2 separate regions of the Anas platyrhynchos genome follow, and region 2 is linked to region 1. Evidence: chromatin contacts called from public Hi-C data. All regions are on one chromosome and are shown on one strand. Each heading gives the region's core, a stretch centred on a gene start, on an enhancer-like site or on the middle of the called end of the contact. The rest is flanking DNA. Distances are from core to core; before and after follow the strand shown.

Region 1 (5,564 bases), core at 1,967-4,466:
CTCCTGGAAGTACACATCTGTACTCCTAGAGGGGTGTTCCACGCAGCCTTCCCTCAAGAGCAAAAAGCATTTTAAAAAGGCACACAGCAGAAAACTTAACCCAGCGTCCTCCCCGGCCTGTGCACAGCCACATCGGGGCGTATTTCCAGGGCTGCAAGCTCTCAGAGAACCCAAGCCAACCTCTCTATGCCAGTAGTAGGCCACAGGTACAAGGCAAGGTTCAGGTACCAGCTTTTCCCAGACAGTCCGACAGATGAGCGCCTTTCTTTTGGTGTCACCACCAAACATCACAGCGCCAACATCTGCAGCAGTCAGCCCGCGCCCACCCCACACGAAGCCATATAGCGAACTATGCAGTTCTGCTCTTGCACTGTGGTGAATCTGATGGTCCTTAGAAGGAGTTTTTCCATCCCCATTAACTGATTGATGATAAGTCAAAACAGCTACATCTTTCCAAAATCACAGCTGAGCTATACAAAAGGGCACTTTGCTTCAGTGCAAGGAGGGGAGGTTACACCACATGTCTAAATAAGGTGGATGATCTGGAGGTAAGTTGGTAGCTCAGTTCTTGGCATCCTAGCAGAGAAAGGGGAGAGAGCAAAGGGATGGCAAGGCAAATAAATAAAACTAATTGCAAGGCCAGTTCATCTCAGATTAATTTATTGCCTAGGCTTATCTCCAGCTAGATGACAAGCAGCTATGCTTTTAAATATTTCCCTTACACTTGCCACAAGCTAGCTACATCTTAACTTGCCACTTCCTAAGTTTTCAGCTGAGTTTCTGCCTAGTGCATGGAAGAGTTAGGGTCCAGTAATGTACTCCAGCTCTGGTTTTCCACCTCCACCTCGGAGCAGAACGTGTGACCCACAGGAGACCTTTCTTGGCGAAGGGAGAGTGCAGACGTTAGGTGAGTAATGAGGACCTAGCCCCTATAAAGTCTTAAGTAAAGCATTCATTTCTAATTTTTTAACAAAACTTATCAGGTGAAATCTATATGCAGATACAACAAAAGACCCACAACATTGTGCCTATGTCTTTCCAGAGATCCTCATTTTATGCTCATCGTTTGAAAGGGGTCAGCAAGGATTGCACAGTGGTAGTAAGTTGCTACACAAAACCAAAACCAACCTGAAAACATGCTGTTCCTCTTTAACCCCAGAAAGGGACAGAACCTCACGTGTACTATGCCATTCCTCAGTACGTCAACAGGGCATTGACAGAAGTGATGTGTTACGTGTTAGGAAATCTGGATGAGAAGTAGTTTTACTTTCTTTTGTTAAAGGCGGCTTAGGCATGCACCTCTTTTCCCAGAACCTCGTGCTACGGAAACCCGCTGTTGAAAGGCATGGTCTGGTTTAAACAAATGTACGCCAGAATACCTGTGTGTGCAGTCTTGCCTCGTCCAGTTTGTTGGGAGGGTGGGGGGGTGGGGGGAGAAAAGGGTTGTTTTGCAGTTCATTTTCCTGCTGTAGAAGACTTGGTTTTTCTTTCCCTGAGCCGCATGAGAGAAACGTCCCAGAAAGTCTTGGGTTACCTTTGGAGATCCCTCCACTTTAATTTATATAGTGTCTTTTTTTTGTGAACTGGTGTAAAATGTATATGCCGACGAGCTCATGTATTTTTATGTAAATATTTTTTGTGGTTTCCCCACTGCCCTCCTCTGTAAATATTTAGAATTCTCATATTCTTCTCACCTTGTATGATGCAGATGTGGTTTTGTTTCTGTTTTTTATTTGTACTGTAATGCAACAATCCAGACTGAAGTGTCTTGTGGTATTAAACAAAAGCAACAGTCCCACTGAGCTCACACTCAGATGTACAACTTGACAGCATTAATCAAGCCAGGTTAAAAACTATTCCTTTGTGTTTGTGTATTTGTGCCTCTGCCTCATTATTATTTTTATACTATATTGTTAATTAATAATAATGGAAAAGCATGAAAAAAATTGAAGAGCCATGCTTTGGAGGGACAGGGCAAGGATCTCTGAAGACAAAGGACAAGGTGATTTGTATTCATTTGCAAAGTCTATCCCAGAAATTGCTCACTGTAGGTCCCTGCCACTGCTTATCTGCCCCGCTCCACCTGTGGCCATGACTGCTCCTAAAAAAAATAAACCAGCCTGGGCTTTTTTTGTCTCCCTTTCTTCTCACCCTGCCTGCCAGGGCAGGCAGAAATAGCTCGGCCCTTGCCCAGCAGGGCTGGTGGAGCTGGCACTGACAGATGGCACTGGCCATGGTGGCCTTCAGAGCCCGCTGGGGGATGCGAGGTACCACACTAATTTTGTGCGCAGTTAATTAGCAGCAAAAGATGATTAAAGGGAGCTATGCTTTTAACATTGAGGGAAGGACTTTTTGGAGTATTTTCAGCCAGTACATGCTATGTAATTTAGAAGTGCTGCAGGCAATAAAACCCAACCTAACCATCCCCTCTGGGGGCAGCAGGCCAAACCCCCCTGCCGCAGGCTGGAGCCGGTGGGACACCATCACCGGGAGCTGCTGTGTGTGCCTGGCCTGCTGCACAGGCAGTAATTTGGGAGCAGCAGGCCCAGAATTGTTCTGTAGGAGCACAGAGGGCTATTACAGCTCCTGTGAGCTGGCTGCTGAGCCCCTTCTCTTAGCCTCATCCACGCCTGAAGCCTCGCTTCACAGCCCAGGTTTACACGTAGCGCACTCAGCCCCATCCTTCAGCTGACCACCCGTGTCCTTGCAGGAAAGGTCCCACGGGCAAGCCACCACCTCTGGTTTTTAACATCTGGCCTAGGGAGTCTTGGAAAGGTGGCCACCCAAAGCAGTACCATGCTGTGCTTCAGTGCGAGCCATAAAAAAAAGTTGCCACAAAAAAAAAGTTCAGGTCGAGCATCACATCCATGCCAGAAGATCTCCGTTTGGTGAGTAAGGGCACAGCAGGTCTGACCCCAATGCCCCAGGAGCACGGCCTCCCTCCTTGTTTTGGCCTGAAGCGCATGAAAACCGAGGCTGTGCTTGCCCAGCCAACAAGGACATCGCCTGGAGCAATCCTCCCAGCAGCACAGCGAGCAAAGAAGTCATGAGCTGGGTGTTTCAGCTCACGTCCAGGGAGGACTCGGTGTGTACAAGCACTGCCAGGAGCATTTCCCAGCTGCACACCCGCCTCCCTCCTGGCACCACCACAAGAAGAACAAAACAAAAGCTGGAGGCTCTCGGCTCTTCAGAGCCGCTCTCGAGCAGCAGCCCCGTGGCTGAGATCCACACGCAGGTGGGGGGGAAGAGGGCACCGGGCTGATTTTCCCCAGGTGCTTCCACCAGGCGGCACTGTGAAACCACATTTACCGCTAAAAGCCAACTTTTTAGACCGTTGGAAAGGATCGAGTTCCGTTCTAGTAGTTTCTGTCCGGGTCCCCAACTCCGGGTACCTTAGGGCTGGATTTTTTTTTTTTTGTTTCCCCACCAAAGCTGCCCTGAGCGCCCAGCTCCCCAGCACCATGCTCGCTGCAGCCCCAGCGCCCGGCCGGGAGGGCTGAGCTGTCGCTGCTCAGGAGCTGTGCTCAGAGCCCGCTTGCCAAGCTGAAAGGCAAACTGCAGACCTAGGCAGTTCACTGCTGCTTTTCAGAGAAGCCATCAGCTGTTCAAGGACTCTGTCCCCAGAGGAACACTGCAGTGCATTTGCTTATCATCAGATGTGCTGGTTAAAAGAGGAATTCAATGCTCGAAGAGACATCCAGAAGCAGCAGCTGAGGCTGGAGAGGCAGGGAAGATGCAGTGCTGCTTAGTTCCTCCCTCATCATCCTCCATCTGGCAAGGATGCCCTGTTACAATTACCAGATTATGCACCCAGAAGACCCCCAGCCACAAGCACCAAGTCCAGCAGCTGCCAGAGCAGCGCTCATGCGGCTGCAAGAGGCTCTGCAGCCACATGTGCAGATGGCAGCACGCAGGATGCCACTTGTTGAGCTTCACTTCCCAGCACCAGACTGGGCACAAGCCAGGCCTCGGCCTCTCATTCCACATTTTTGAGGGCTGAGCACCCGCTGCAGGCAACATCCATCCACTGGGTCCACACAGAACGGCAGGAAAACCCCAAAACATGAGCTCAGGAGGCGGGAAGCCTCCAAACAGGGAGGCTGCTCCTGCCCCTCGCCAGCAGGGCTTGATGAGGGAGGGACACATAAGTCCCTCGGGAATAACATTCCTGCTGCAAAAGGCAGGGTTGGTGTGAGAACAGCCTACCACTGCCTCAGGGATGGCAACGCACCCTGTGCAGTGCCTGGGTCTCAGCCCAGAGAGGCCAGATCTGAGGGAGCACCCGGCTGTGGGGGCCAACAGCAACAACAAAAGGGATGGGGAAAACGGCACCAACCAAAAGGGATGGGGAAAAGCTGTCCTATGCTGCTCCCATCTGCCTAGGGACAGCAGGAGCATGCTCCCTGCCCCAGAGATCTCCAGCCTACCTCTCCACAATCACTCTCCTTTCCCCCCAAAAAATACATTTTAAATATATCTATATAAATACATACACACACGTGTACAGTTGGGTGCACACACACAGTGGAACAAAGCCCTCAGGTCAGTGCAGGGACACAGCTGGCACCACGGCTACCTCTTAAAACAAAGTTCTTCAGCCTGCAGCAGGGCTCTCGATCCAAGCTGTGACTTTGGCTTTTGAAGCCTCGCAACCACCCCAAATATTTCAGCTTCCCCTGCTACCCACCAGCCCTGTCTGCCCACCCAGACACAGGTTATACATGTACCTCCCAGCCCAGCTGCAGCAGGCGACCCCTCAGGCTTTTTGCGCTGCAGATCTCTGGCACAGACACAACACAGCGATGCACCCTGCCGATAGATACCTGCTGTGGGGGCAGCCCCCAGATCCCAACAGCCGGGGAGGAACAGGAACCAGAAATGAAACCTGTCCTGGCTTAATGCTGCAGGGCTGGGGTGTCCTGAGGGAGCCTCGTCACAGAGTCCCCACACAAACCTGGGGCACTGCAGGCTCCAGCACACAGCAGCACTGCAGGGAGGCAGCTTTGGCCTCTCGTCCTTCCCACCCCACCCTCAAACCACCAAGCTCCAGAGCACGAAAGGGTTGTTTGCTGTGTGACCTGCAAACAGCATCAAGTAGGGAGCAAGCCATCCCGTGGCAAGTAGGGGGAGACTTGCTGCAATGAATAGTTCAATTAAAATTTACTTAACTCTGTCACAAGCATCTTGACCCTCAAAGACCAGAGCCACTGATCCCTCCTTGTCCCAGGGGATGGAAGCCAGCCCTCGGCCCCCAGGCCGACACCCTTCACTTCAGACATCCCGTCTGCACTTCTTGATCCTAACTGGCAGCCAAGATTTGGCTTCACTTACAGTATCTGCCTTATCACCTGGCTGGAAACCCCTCTCTGCCAGCACAGGCCTCCTCCAGCCTCGTGGCAGAGCTGGTGCCTGATCCGTCCTGTCCTTACATCTCGCTGTGGATTTCCCTCCCTGCTGGCTCAAGGCCTCTGCCAGCAATACAGTGACTGTGACTCCCGGTCTGGGGAGGTTGTTTTGCTACAAAGGGACCAGATTTCTCCCCAGTCTGTGCCAGGAGATGCCCA
Region 2 (5,564 bases), core at 1,111-3,610, 60 kb before region 1:
GTAATGCAAACAAATCCTGCGGTTCTCTGTTGCTGAGGAGGGTTGGGCCTTATGCTAAAAGTTCAAACATACTAAATGCCTTTTTTTTTTTTTTTTTTTTTTTTTTTTTGAGCTGGGACACACCGGGTGGGGAATTCTTGGATCCTAATGTATTTCCAAAGTGTTCAAGGAATAAAGCACCAACAACATGAAGGATTGAGTCGTTGGTTATGTGTTGCACTGTGTACAGCCTAGCTGAGCTTTGTGTGAAATTAACCCATTTGGAATGGGTGCATGTTTTAACCAACTGTTTTGTTTGTTTTTTCTTTTTTTAATTATACCTTCCCAGTCTCCCCTGCCCACGGAGCCCGTCCAGCGTCCTGGAGCTACTTCCCCCCTTGTACGTTTTCATTTATTCCTTGTTTCTTCTTTCTCTCTGTCTCTCTCTCTTTTTTCCTTCTGTACCTGCCATTCAGTAGCACTGTTGCTTTGAAGGATATTCAGGGATCCAAAACTTTAGTCTAACATTGTGCCTTTGTAAAAGCTCTTTGGACATAAAACATAATACAGCAGGGAAACAAAAGAAAAAAAAAACAATTCTAACTTTTTTCTATGAGAGCTGATAGAATCATTCTGAGTCAATAATACCACAACTGCAAGAAATTGCCCTCTAAAGTGCTGGGCAACCAAGTGAGAATGCCGATTTGAAAGAAAGAGAAGTTTAATTTCTCTCCATCACCCATTTTTGACATGGGTCTGAAAGTACATTACAACTTGAAAATATTCAGAAGCAGAAATTCTTTTTTTTTTTTTTTCTTCCTAAAAGATGACAAAATGCCGTTTATATGTGGTATTTCAGCATGGCCCAAGTAAAACTGGGAGTCAGGTGGAGGTGGCTTGCTTAGGCAGAGCGTCGTGCTTCATGCTGCTGTGGTCTTGTATTTAGGTCCAGCTAGTGCTAAGCTAAACCTCATAACAATAGCCTATTGCCAGTAAATTTGAAAGCTGTTTCCGTAGACTTAATATGTTTTATGATAAAGGTCTCATTTACACATATCAGCTCCCAAAGGGATGTTGTTTGGATTTCATATATCAGTCTTAATATTGGCTATGCAAATATTGTGTATATATTTTTATATAAATATGGAATATGTGTGTACGTGTATAGATGTACACATACTTGCCCCACGCCCGTGCACACCTGCAGCCTTTTGGCCCCGAGGAGGAGCTGTGATAGCCCAGTGCCATGGAAACTGGCTCCTCCAGAGAGGAGTGTGCTTTGACAGCAAGCACCGTGTTTCTGGGGTGCAGACTTCACGTCCCGAGCACCTTGCAGAGCATGAGCACAGATCATCAGATGCTCTCCAAACAGAAAGGAGGAGACTTCAAAGAGGAGAGGGAGAGCAGGGTTTGTGTTTCAGACGGGGTCACGGAGCCTGTGTGTGGCTTCTTCCACTGCAACTATGCCAACCAACAAGAGCTGGGGGTATTTAATCTGGGATAGTGTTTTTAAGATTGAGGGCAAAATTGCTTGGATTGACTATATCCAGTGGTGTATAGCCTGCCAAAAAGTTTGGGAGGTTAGAATAGTGGGCACTGGTAAGGACTGAGGAGTTCCCTTCAAACACGCATTAGGGACTGGTGCAGCTCCTTGAACGTATGGGTCCTTCAGAGATGCCATTCCCACTAGGGTTCAGTAATAGTTAACTTCAGATAATAAAAGTAGGGTGTTTTTTGTTGTTGTTGTTTTTGGTGGCTTTTTTTTCCCCCTTTTTATCTTGAAAACAAAGAACAGCCGCATTTCAGCTTACTGAACCTGAAAGGTTAGCATTCAGCCACCCTTTTTTAAGCTGTTTGTGAGAAGGAGGAGTTCACCACTAGAACAGCTGTAATACTTCTACTCAAAGCTATAGGGCTTGTTAGTGGTTCTGCTTGTTTTTCATGTGAAATTAATTTCCTTTGACAGCCGTGTCCCTTTGTGAGTCATGGAATTGCAACAGAGATTAGAGACTTGACTATCGCTCTGCACAAAGTGCCACCAGAGATCGTGTGCCACTTCCCCCTGTGCATAAGTTCTGCTCTGTGGTCTGCACTGGCAGCTCTTGTTTACGATGTTTCTGTGTTCCAAAGATCATGGTTGCATGTCTTCTGTTACTAGCAATTTAGGAAGATACTTGATGTATTATTTTTTTTAAGTATGAAAGCTTCTGGGTCCTGTTCAGGCTCTGCTGGTGTTGGGGGAAGTTACTTTCTGTGTTCAGGAAGCAGTTTTTAGACTCTGAGGTTCTTTTTTGGCCCTTGGCTTCCCCATATAAAACAAACTGAGATCTAAATAGGGAGGCTTGGGGCAAAGTATGGTTTTGAAACTGGGACAGAGTGCCTCTGAAAATGAGCTCAAAATCGGCAGTCTCCCAGCCCTAGCAAAGCCCACTATTGTGCAAGTTGCGGCTAAGTTTAAACATCTGTGATTCTTCAACAAGCATTTGCCAAACTAGATTGGGATCTATTTTACAGAATTTTTCAAAACTTTTTTTAAAGTGAAAAGTGTTTGCAGTGATGTGTTTACATACTGTGTGTTCGTTAGCACTGGAATTGAGAATTAGACTGCATCTGCTGTGCTCAGACCTGAGCCAGCCTTAAGCCAGATGCTCGGGTACCAGTAGGGCCCACCTGCATCCTCAGCAGCTCAAGTTTCCTTGGAATTTGGGTGCTCGGTCAGCTTATTTCAGCTCACCTCATGTTTTTTTGCTGTTCATCCTTGGCATATCACTTCACTTTTGCACAGAGCCATTGCTAGTTAGGAGTACTTCAGGTCTAGAACATGCCAGAAAAGCAACACCTTAGAATGCACGACACTGAAGTCTGCGTTTCTGTAGCACTGTTTCTCTAACTGCTGTCTCTACAAATCAAACTGTTAGTCTCCTGCAGTTTGTTCCAGGAGATACTTTAATTTAACTTTGTCCTTTCTCTTGCCTTCTGTCTGTCCCTCTGCCCCCTTCCCACGCGACGTTAATTATGTGCAGATTTGGAGATGGATAGTGTAAAGCCAGGTTCTGCATGTGTTACAGAGGCTCTGAACCAGTCCCAGCTGAGCTCAGGTAGAGCCCGTTAAGTACAATTAGTCTCTCGGTGTCCTAACCAAGTCTAACACTGTATGTGATAGCAGTAACTATTTGCTAACACCCTAGCTTTGCTTACAGAAGGTAGATGTAGCTGAAATAGTTTATTATTAAGATTTTGTGATTATTTTAATATCTGGTGGCTGAAAAAGCCAATGTGTGACTCACAAACAGATTTTCTGCAAGTGATTTTGTTCAGGTTGGTGAGTCCAAATCTTAAGAGTACTGCTTAACAGGTCTGGGTCTTGCCATGTGGATGCTCTGTAGTATCAGTGGCTGTGAGTCTGTGTCATAAATGAGCTTCTTTTTTTCCTGACTGGTGATTTTTTAAATGTAAAGTGTGCTTTTTTTCCCAGGCTTTAAATTTGGGCCTCAGAATGCTATATCCAAAGAGTGTGCCAAACCCTCTTTGACGATGATCCGGAGGAAAGAACTTGCTCGAATAAGAGAGAAAAGAAATGTGGTTACATGCTGTAGTTTTATGGCAACGTAAATGACCCTAATGTCTGCCCACTTGCGCAGTGATAGCAGAAAACAACTGTGTTGTGTTGGCATTGTCATGACAACGTCGCTACAGATTTTCAGAACTAACATTAGGTAAAATTGAAGTGTTCAAGTGAAACTAAGGAATTGAGATGCCTCTCTGGTAGATTGTATGCATTTAAACAATTTGATCGCTGATTTTGTAGAGGTACTCGATAGCAGACATTTCTTCTTTGTTGTTTCAATAAATTGTATCTGGACTTTTGTTTTCCTGGATTTCCCAAGTGCATCAGAAGAAAATGGAAATGGCATTTTAGGATAGACTGAGTAGCAAACTTTTTGTTTCCAGCAGGTTAGATCGGGGCTTTACAGTAAGGCTGGCGATAAGACATATTTCTTGCAAAGCATTAAGGCAACATGTTGTCCTCTTACATCCCTTTGTTTTGAGGTTGAAATGAATTCATGTGGTAACTGTACATCTGATATAGATGGTCCCAGTGTATTGAGCATAATGAATTGGTTAATGGGTATTTGATATTGAAATGATACTAATAAGTACAGCCAGTCAGAGCTCTCTTGGGTTCAGCTCTCCACAATGCTGGTATTGTATTTACGTTTGTTAAGGAGGCTAATGTTTCTGCAACATGGTGATTTTAAGTGCCTGGTAAGTGCCAGGCATTTTTCCTAATTGTATTTCAAACGATTGCGAATCTTCTTGTGGTTCCCTATGTGTAAAGCTCCCTCGGCTCTCCCAGTGCTGAAGTCCTTGTCTCTCCTTCCATGGCTGCCTTCTAAAGTCACCAAAGGAGGATTTATTTTTTAACTAGGCTTTAAGACTTCATTTTACTCCAGTAATAAGTGGTTTGTTGGATGCTTGCATTAAAAACAAAGAATTTTTCTTAGCAGTATTATTTTACTGGTAGTTTGCATCTTGGATATGTCAGGAATGCCAAACTTGGGCTTCCATTATTATGTTGAATTGCTTGCTTTCAGTGCTCATTTCTCTGAATTGCGCCAGTAATTACCTGTTTTTAGGAGAAGGGGATTTATTGCCATTACTGCTCAGGACTGCACACAGCTATAAGACATGCTATTGCAGTTGTCAGTCTTTTTAGTTCTTCAAATTCGTGTGCAGAATTGAAGTACGGATCAGAACTGCAGCAGTGTTTTCCTGTTAGTTTTTCATTTCCGCAGTCTCCCTTTCTCTTTGCTCTCCCTCCCTTGTTCAAAGTGATTCTCCTCCTCCCCCTACTTCCCCCCCTCTTTTTTTTCCCTTCTCATTTTTTTGGCAGAAATAGAAAGGAATCAGAACTGTGGGCTGATCTGTGGAAATGCTGCTATATACAGGATTCATCTGGCCTCCTATGCAAGTCGCACCATAAAATCTGTGATTCTGCCGGAAAGTATGAGTTAGAGAGAACAGCTTCCTAGAGCCTGTATTCTAGGAACAGATACTGACAGAAACTCTAAATTACATATTCTGTGTTCATTGGAAAAGTAAGCGTCAGTAAGTAATCTGAAGTTGATCTTGGCCTAGAATGAAAAACTCTTCCACTCGGGCCTGGATACAGCTTTTAGGCTGTTTCTGTAGCACGCACATTCTGACAGTTTTTTCCCTTTAGAAGGCTGCTGCAAGGAACGTGTAGCAGTTCGGTGTCCAAATTCTGCTAGATGTGGTGTTTAGCAAAGGAACTACAGGAGCAAAGCACCTGTGGGCTTAACCCAGCCTCCACCAGCCCCAAGCTCCATTTCCCTCCCTCCCCAGCTGGTGCATCCCAAGAGCAGCAGCATGATGATGAGCTGCCCCAGCTACTGAAGCGTCTCTCTTCAACCCCATTTTAGGGAGCAAATTTTGCAATAGTTGCATTTTGCTTCAGCAAGTCAAGCAGCACTGAGCTGTGTGTTTAGTTTTGCTTTCTCAGTGTTAGTTTGGGAGAAGGCACCAGGGAGGCCTCTGTATGAGCTCCAGGGCTCTGGGGTCTT

What was found. A called contact is a pair of places that touch in the nucleus more often than the background predicts.
Region 2: a contact with region 1 is called in a Hi-C map of liver, with 1.6 times the contacts expected there. The contact joins two enhancer-like sites. A contact is called at or near these places in 2 of 8 Hi-C or Micro-C datasets (liver and skeletal muscle).

Annotation. Positions count from the first base shown.
Region 1 is chr25:3,908,898-3,914,461 of IASCAAS_PekinDuck_T2T, reverse strand. The region is part of intron 2 of LOC106017134 (a long non-coding RNA gene); the gene reads right to left. ARHGAP32 (Rho GTPase activating protein 32) reads left to right here. Exons shown (of 24, transcript XM_072027728.1): 24 at 1-1,856. Among named protein-coding and RNA genes, the nearest start is that of KCNJ5, 77 kb to the right of the region's middle. Within about 2 kb of position 3,216, at least 3 of the 8 cell types and tissues checked have an H3K27ac peak or open chromatin away from gene starts, as enhancers often do.
Region 2 is chr25:3,967,972-3,973,535 of IASCAAS_PekinDuck_T2T, reverse strand. It overlaps ARHGAP32 (Rho GTPase activating protein 32), which reads left to right. Exons shown (of 24, transcript XM_072027728.1): 12 at 329-379. Among named protein-coding and RNA genes, the nearest start is that of KCNJ5, 140 kb to the right of the region's middle. Within about 2 kb of position 2,360, at least 2 of the 8 cell types and tissues checked have an H3K27ac peak or open chromatin away from gene starts, as enhancers often do.